Linked DNA regions of Mus musculus: region 2 is linked to region 1. The links are chromatin contacts, called in public HiChIP or PLAC-seq maps. All regions are on one chromosome and are shown on one strand. Each heading gives the region's core, a stretch centred on a gene start, on an enhancer-like site or on the middle of the called end of the contact. The rest is flanking DNA. Distances are from core to core; before and after follow the strand shown.

Region 1 (2,816 bases), core at 189-2,688:
GTAGGGGTGGGGCAGAGGATATCGAGAAGAACAGAGACAGGAAAGAGAACAAAACTGTTTCTAGAGACAGTTAAAAACTTAAATACGAGTTGAAGAAGGGACCGGCTTTCGAGTCACCACAGGCTCGGGAATAAAAGTCCCTTGCAATTTCCAACTGTTTGAACAGCCAGAAGAAGGCTAGAAAGGAGTAGGAGATAGAACAGTTAGTTGGTATCTGCAGGACAATGAAGATACTTACAAGATGGAATGGCAGGACAACTGGGCCTCCATGAACAATTTATGAAAACCAAATATATAGCCTTGAAAGAGAATGCGGGCCTCAGTGCCAGAAGCACCCTCATGTGAGATTTATAACAAGAATCAATACGAGCAGCGTGAGCAGTTCGAATGAAGAGGCGGATCCAAGAGCCACGGCAATGCTGGCACAGTGGCCAAATTCCCACAGCAGTAAAGTCGTCCTGCAGGAACTTCAACGCTCGATGATGTCAAAGGAGAACATGATGCTGCCACAGGCACCAAGATCATGTTAAAGCAGTTAGTCACCAAGGCCCCGCCTCCCCTCCCCATCCAATCCAAGTCTTCATTTTCCGTAGTAGTGAGTTTTCTAGGTACATCTGTAGCCCCAGTGAGACCCTGTTCCGATACTAACTTCTTGTCCATTTGAAATACCTGAGTTGTACTGTGTAGCACCGTCTATAGAGTGTGGCCGCTGCCTACCTGGTTGAATTTCTGGGAACAATAAGTTATGTTGAAATCGGTTTCCCTTGGGAGCTGTGGGCTCAGCTAACGGAATTGTGAACAGGTGGCAGCCATGGGATTGGCCACTGCTGAGCTTGGGGGCGCTTTGGCTGCACCCGTGCTTTCATAAGTCTTAAGTGATGCCCCATCGAAGCCACTGTCCCCATTACTCCACTTCCACCCTTGGCCACATCTTAGATTGTAACCTTCCCCCTCCCTCTGAAATTGACCGTGGGTGAGGAACTCGGGCCTTCCTCTATCAAGGGATGCTGCTTTCCCCCTCCTCAGCCCCCTTGTTACCCATCACCATACAACATCAGATGAGACTGGAAGAACCTGGCCTCCCTCACTTAGCTCCAGACCACACTCATTCACCCGCCAGCAGCCTAGGAAGGGAACGCCAGGTCCTCGACCCTGCCGCCACCATCAGCCTGTGAGCTTGGAGCGCAGATCTAGACATGAACAGAGCAGTCACAGGGCAACTCAGACCGGCCAGAGCTCAGGGTCCTTGGTGGATATGCCTAGAGAAAGGCCATGTGGAGAGTCCTAAGTGTACACGGTTCTGAGTTGGTTCCTTTTTCCATAATCACTTTGCTTTTACACATTGAAGAGGTTTGAATAGGGCTCTCAGGCACCCCAGCTGATGTGGAGTCTGACAGCTGGAACACAGGACCCTAACCTGGCAAGGACCTGGAGAAGCTCTGTGTCACCATGTTTGCAGATCAGTGGGCCTGGCCTCCTGGCTCGTTGCTGCATTCCCCACTCTGTTCAGGATCACTACATGTTGAAATGTGGATGCATTCCAAAATAAAGGCAATTCGTTTGTGTTGCAGAAAAAAAAAAAGCCCCAAAACCAAAACCTTAAATACTATATACGCACAACTTTAGGCCAACAGCTTTGTAAAGGAATTGAATGAACTTTTAGAAAACACAGAAATGACTCATGAGGAAATAGAAATCTCGAATGTATCAAGACTACAATTGAATCTGTAGTTAAAAATCAACTCACAGTGAGGACTTCAGGCCAGATTTTACTGCTAACATTTCTTACCTAAGCTTTTTCACGAACAGAAAAAGGCACATTACTTCCCAGCATATTCTTAAGAGAGTTGCACAACCTCGCAGTAAAAGTGAGCCAAGGACAGAACCAGATAGGGAACTCACAGCTCAGGGTTACTGCAATGAATTGCTTTAGCGAGTTAAAACAAGATTAAACTGTAAAATTACAGCTGTGTACGCCCCATAAAATGTAAACATCGCCAATGGTTAAAGAAAATAAACTATCAATCAAGTAGGAATAAACAAAATGTCTTTATTGTGAGAAAACCAATCTATAAAATTAGAGTACACACATCATCCATAATGATAAAGATATAAATTTTCTTTTTATTGTAATGACCACAATAGTCAGTCTCAGTTGTTCCTTAGTGTAATACAAGTCCCAAGTGTGTATACAAAAGGGAAAGAAAAGAGACATTTTAAAAGGTTTGAGGAAAAGAATCAGTCTCTCAGTATTAATCTTGTTGTTGTTGTGGGGCTAGAAGCCAGGCTCTCGAAAGCTAGGTGAAATTCTAATATTACACTGTATTCCCGGTCTCAGCTTCTCATTGTGAAGAGATAACATTATCTACAGTGAAAATTCGAGACATCAGCAATTGTTCCATTTCAAAGTAAGGACTAATGGTAAATCAGTTATCAGAGTGTGTTACTTTTCTACATAGCAGAAACACTCAGATAAATCCATGAAGGAGCGTCCTGCCAGGCCCTCGATCGCAGAGATGACCTGGTGAATGCTCAGGGGATCTCAAAACAACAAAAACAGCAACAACAATAATGACGACGATGACGATGATGACGACGACGACAACACCCAACAAGGAAACCCAAAAAACAGACCACAAACCAAGCCATGATTGTAGCAAAGGGATTTGGAGGAGTGGACCAATTAAGAATGAGAGGGGGATGGAGGGGTGTTAATGATGAGCAGGTATGTTAGACGTGTGTGAAGTTGTCAAAAATAAACTCAAAGAGGAAGGGCAATTTAGCATGTTTATTTTGCAAAATGATCAATTATATAA
Region 2 (2,816 bases), core at 85-2,584, 220 kb before region 1:
ATTTTATCTGGTGTCCTAGGTCCCATATTTTATCCATCTCTTTGCCTTTCTGGGACCCACCAGCCCAATTCAAACCAAAGCATGTTCATAATCAGAGAACCTAAAGTAACTGTTAGTATGTTAAGAAGGTCACTATGTGGTTTCTTCCAACGAATGCTGTCACAGCTGTTATCCTTATGAAGGGAAAGACAGTGGAAGTGGAAGTCCTGAGGTGGGTAGAAGAAGCATTTATTGAGTGCCTATGATCTATGCTGTGCACATGATCCATGACAGTCTTTGAAGCAACTCTACAGGAACAAGACTTCTTTCATTTTACCAAAGAGGAAACCAGAGTGAACTCTCTATGTGTGATGTTGCAGCTTGTGTAGCTTCTGGACTTCATTCTAAGGCTCCTAGTTCATCAAGACCCAGGAATATAATGGCAACATTTTGGGGCTGCTTTCAGGAAGCAGAGGAGATGAGAATAAAGAATTGAAAACTTTGCCCCAAGCTCTGAACAGAGCTCTGCTCTTTGTAGACATTTTAGACCTAGCCCTGAAATTTCAAAATCAAAACTGCTGCCAACTCCAAAAATTTCTACACAACATCATGATGCTACAAGAAGAAAATTTCATAGGGTGAAATCTCAGTCTCGTTCACAAAATTATTAAAGTTGATTGCTTGAAATGAATCGAAGAGTATGTTTGTAAAGCATATACAGAAAGAGGGGTTCTTGCTTAGACTTCCATAGGATTACCCAAGATGGCTCATCAGACACGTGCAAATAGTCCAAAAGCTGAAACAAATACTTCTGGTCACAAGAATTTTGGATAACCAATCTATATTGGATGTTAGGCCCTCTTTGGCTATATCTGATCTATAAGAGATTCTGCCTTAAAAAGCAACAATAAGAAACACTGTAGTATACGCAGAGATGGCCCCTTAACTCAGTCATTAGAGATGGGACCATTTCAAATACCCAGGCAATGTGGGAACTATTAGAGGGTCAGTGGTCTTTAAGATACTTCAAAGTAGATGCCCTTGTTTTCCTGGCTCCTCTACAGGTAACTGATGCTGCTGGATTCTCTGTCTGCAAGGGCTGCTCTTTGTACCCCAAGCATCCTCCTCTTAGAAGGCTATTTCCCAGCACCCTTGCCACCCTCCAGGCTGAGTTATTTGTCCTCACCTGTGTGGTCTCCTTGGGCATCCCTCCATCACAGTGTGCCATCACGGAGCACTAATTGTTGATTTACATGTCCCTCCCACTCTCGTTCTGTGTCTTTTCATCTTTACACCCTCCAAGCATAACAGAGTGTCTAGCTCATACCGGAGGCATCATAAATATTTGCTATGTGAGTCAGTGCAAGAATGTGTGGCCGTGTAAGAGGCTGGTGTTGGGTGTAGGACAGGGTTGGGGCCAGGATGTCGTGCATTCAGTAAAAAGTGGGACAGGACTGCATAAACCTGTGCACGTATCAAGGACTGGGAGCTCCCCTGAGTTCCTACATAGGCTTTGAATTGTGACCAATTGAAGAGTAAAATCCTAATTAGCTCTTCTCGTAAGTATAACCCAGATCATTCTTCCTCAACCTGCCTCGTGGACAGAGAGGCCCAGGATCATTCTCTCTGATGTACTTTTCAACACTGACTGCAAAGTGGGTTTGCTTCTTTCGTTTTCACTTTCTTTTTACTGCTGTTTCATCTTTAGTTGTAGACATAGCTCTCCTCTGCTGTACACAGAGCCCCAAAGAATAAGGAGCCTTCCCCGAGCATGGGAGACCTCTATAGCTGAGCGCCATGGGTTTCTGGCAGACAAATCCCATGAAACTGCATACAATGCCAAGAATATGAAAGCAAGAATGCTCTCCTGTTAGAGCTGCAAGCTCAGGGGATGAATTCCTGCCTGCCTTAGCTTAAATAGTCCATCTGCAGAGGAGGCATCAAAGACGGGAGCCTGGGAACAAAGGGTTAACAGTGTCTGTGTTTGCTCTGGCATGAAGGGACACATGCAAGCTTTTAGTTGTTTCTTAATGATCCTTTGTTGTCAGAGACTCTGCAGGATCTTCCATGCTCTAGGCTCACACAGTGGCCATGGCTTCCTATTTTATCCCCCTCTATTCCCCTATTGCTTCTGTCCTACAGTAATGTTGAAAAGTTCCCATGAACCTGTTCTCTTGTCACCAATATTTCTTATCAAGAATATTGAGATTATCTATGTTGAAAATGAACCTGAGCCAGGCGTGGTGGCACACGCCTTTAATCCCAGCACTGGGGAGGCAGAGGCAAGCGGATCTCTGAGTTTGAGGCCAGCCTGGTCTACAGAGTGAGTTCCAGGACAGCCAGGGCTACACAGAGAAACCGTGTCTTGAAAAAAACAAAAAACAAAAAAAAGGCAAAACAAAACAAAACAAAACAATAAAAATAAAAAAAAAAAGAAAAAAGAAAAAAGAAAAGAAAATGAACCTGAGATTGATTTCCAACCCACTCTTTCCATGCATACCATGGGAACTTTGGGTTGCCTGAGATCACAAGCACGATGCTTGTATGGGTTATAGTTCTCGCTATGCTTCGTTGATTAGGGAGTAATGAGAAGAAAAAAGTCTGAATGTTAAAAACAGAAGCAACTATTGCAGGACTATATTAGTCCTTTTTTATTATTGTTGTTGTTGTTGAAATTATTAAATTCCTAACAAGAAGCAGTTGATGGAAGGACACTTCTACTTGGGCTCACAGTTTGAGGGTACTGTCCAGCATGTCCAGTAATGGTACTTTTCATAGGGTGATAGATGTCGCTCTTCACTGTGACAAGAGAAACACTCAAAGTTGCTTGCTTGCAC

Evidence for each region. HiChIP or PLAC-seq counts read pairs in DNA pulled down with a chosen protein or histone mark.
Region 2: a contact with region 1 is called in a FOXA1 HiChIP or PLAC-seq map of pancreatic cancer cells. The contact joins two enhancer-like sites. A contact is called at or near these places in 1 of 484 Hi-C or Micro-C datasets (nephron progenitors) and 2 of 115 datasets of contacts at active chromatin or transcription factors (kidney and pancreatic cancer cells).

The regions. Positions count from the first base shown.
Region 1 is chr13:42,569,348-42,572,163 of GRCm38.p6, forward strand. It overlaps the pseudogene Gm47125. Among named protein-coding and RNA genes, the nearest start is that of Phactr1, 110 kb to the right of the region's middle. Within about 2 kb of position 1,439, at least 12 of the 459 cell types and tissues checked have an H3K27ac peak or open chromatin away from gene starts, as enhancers often do. A contact at or near this core is called in pancreatic cancer cells, where this site is marked.
Region 2 is chr13:42,350,532-42,353,347 of GRCm38.p6, forward strand. No RefSeq gene overlaps it. Among named protein-coding and RNA genes, the nearest start is that of Edn1, 50 kb to the left of the region's middle. Within about 2 kb of position 1,335, at least 36 of the 459 cell types and tissues checked have an H3K27ac peak or open chromatin away from gene starts, as enhancers often do. A contact at or near this core is called in pancreatic cancer cells, where this site is marked.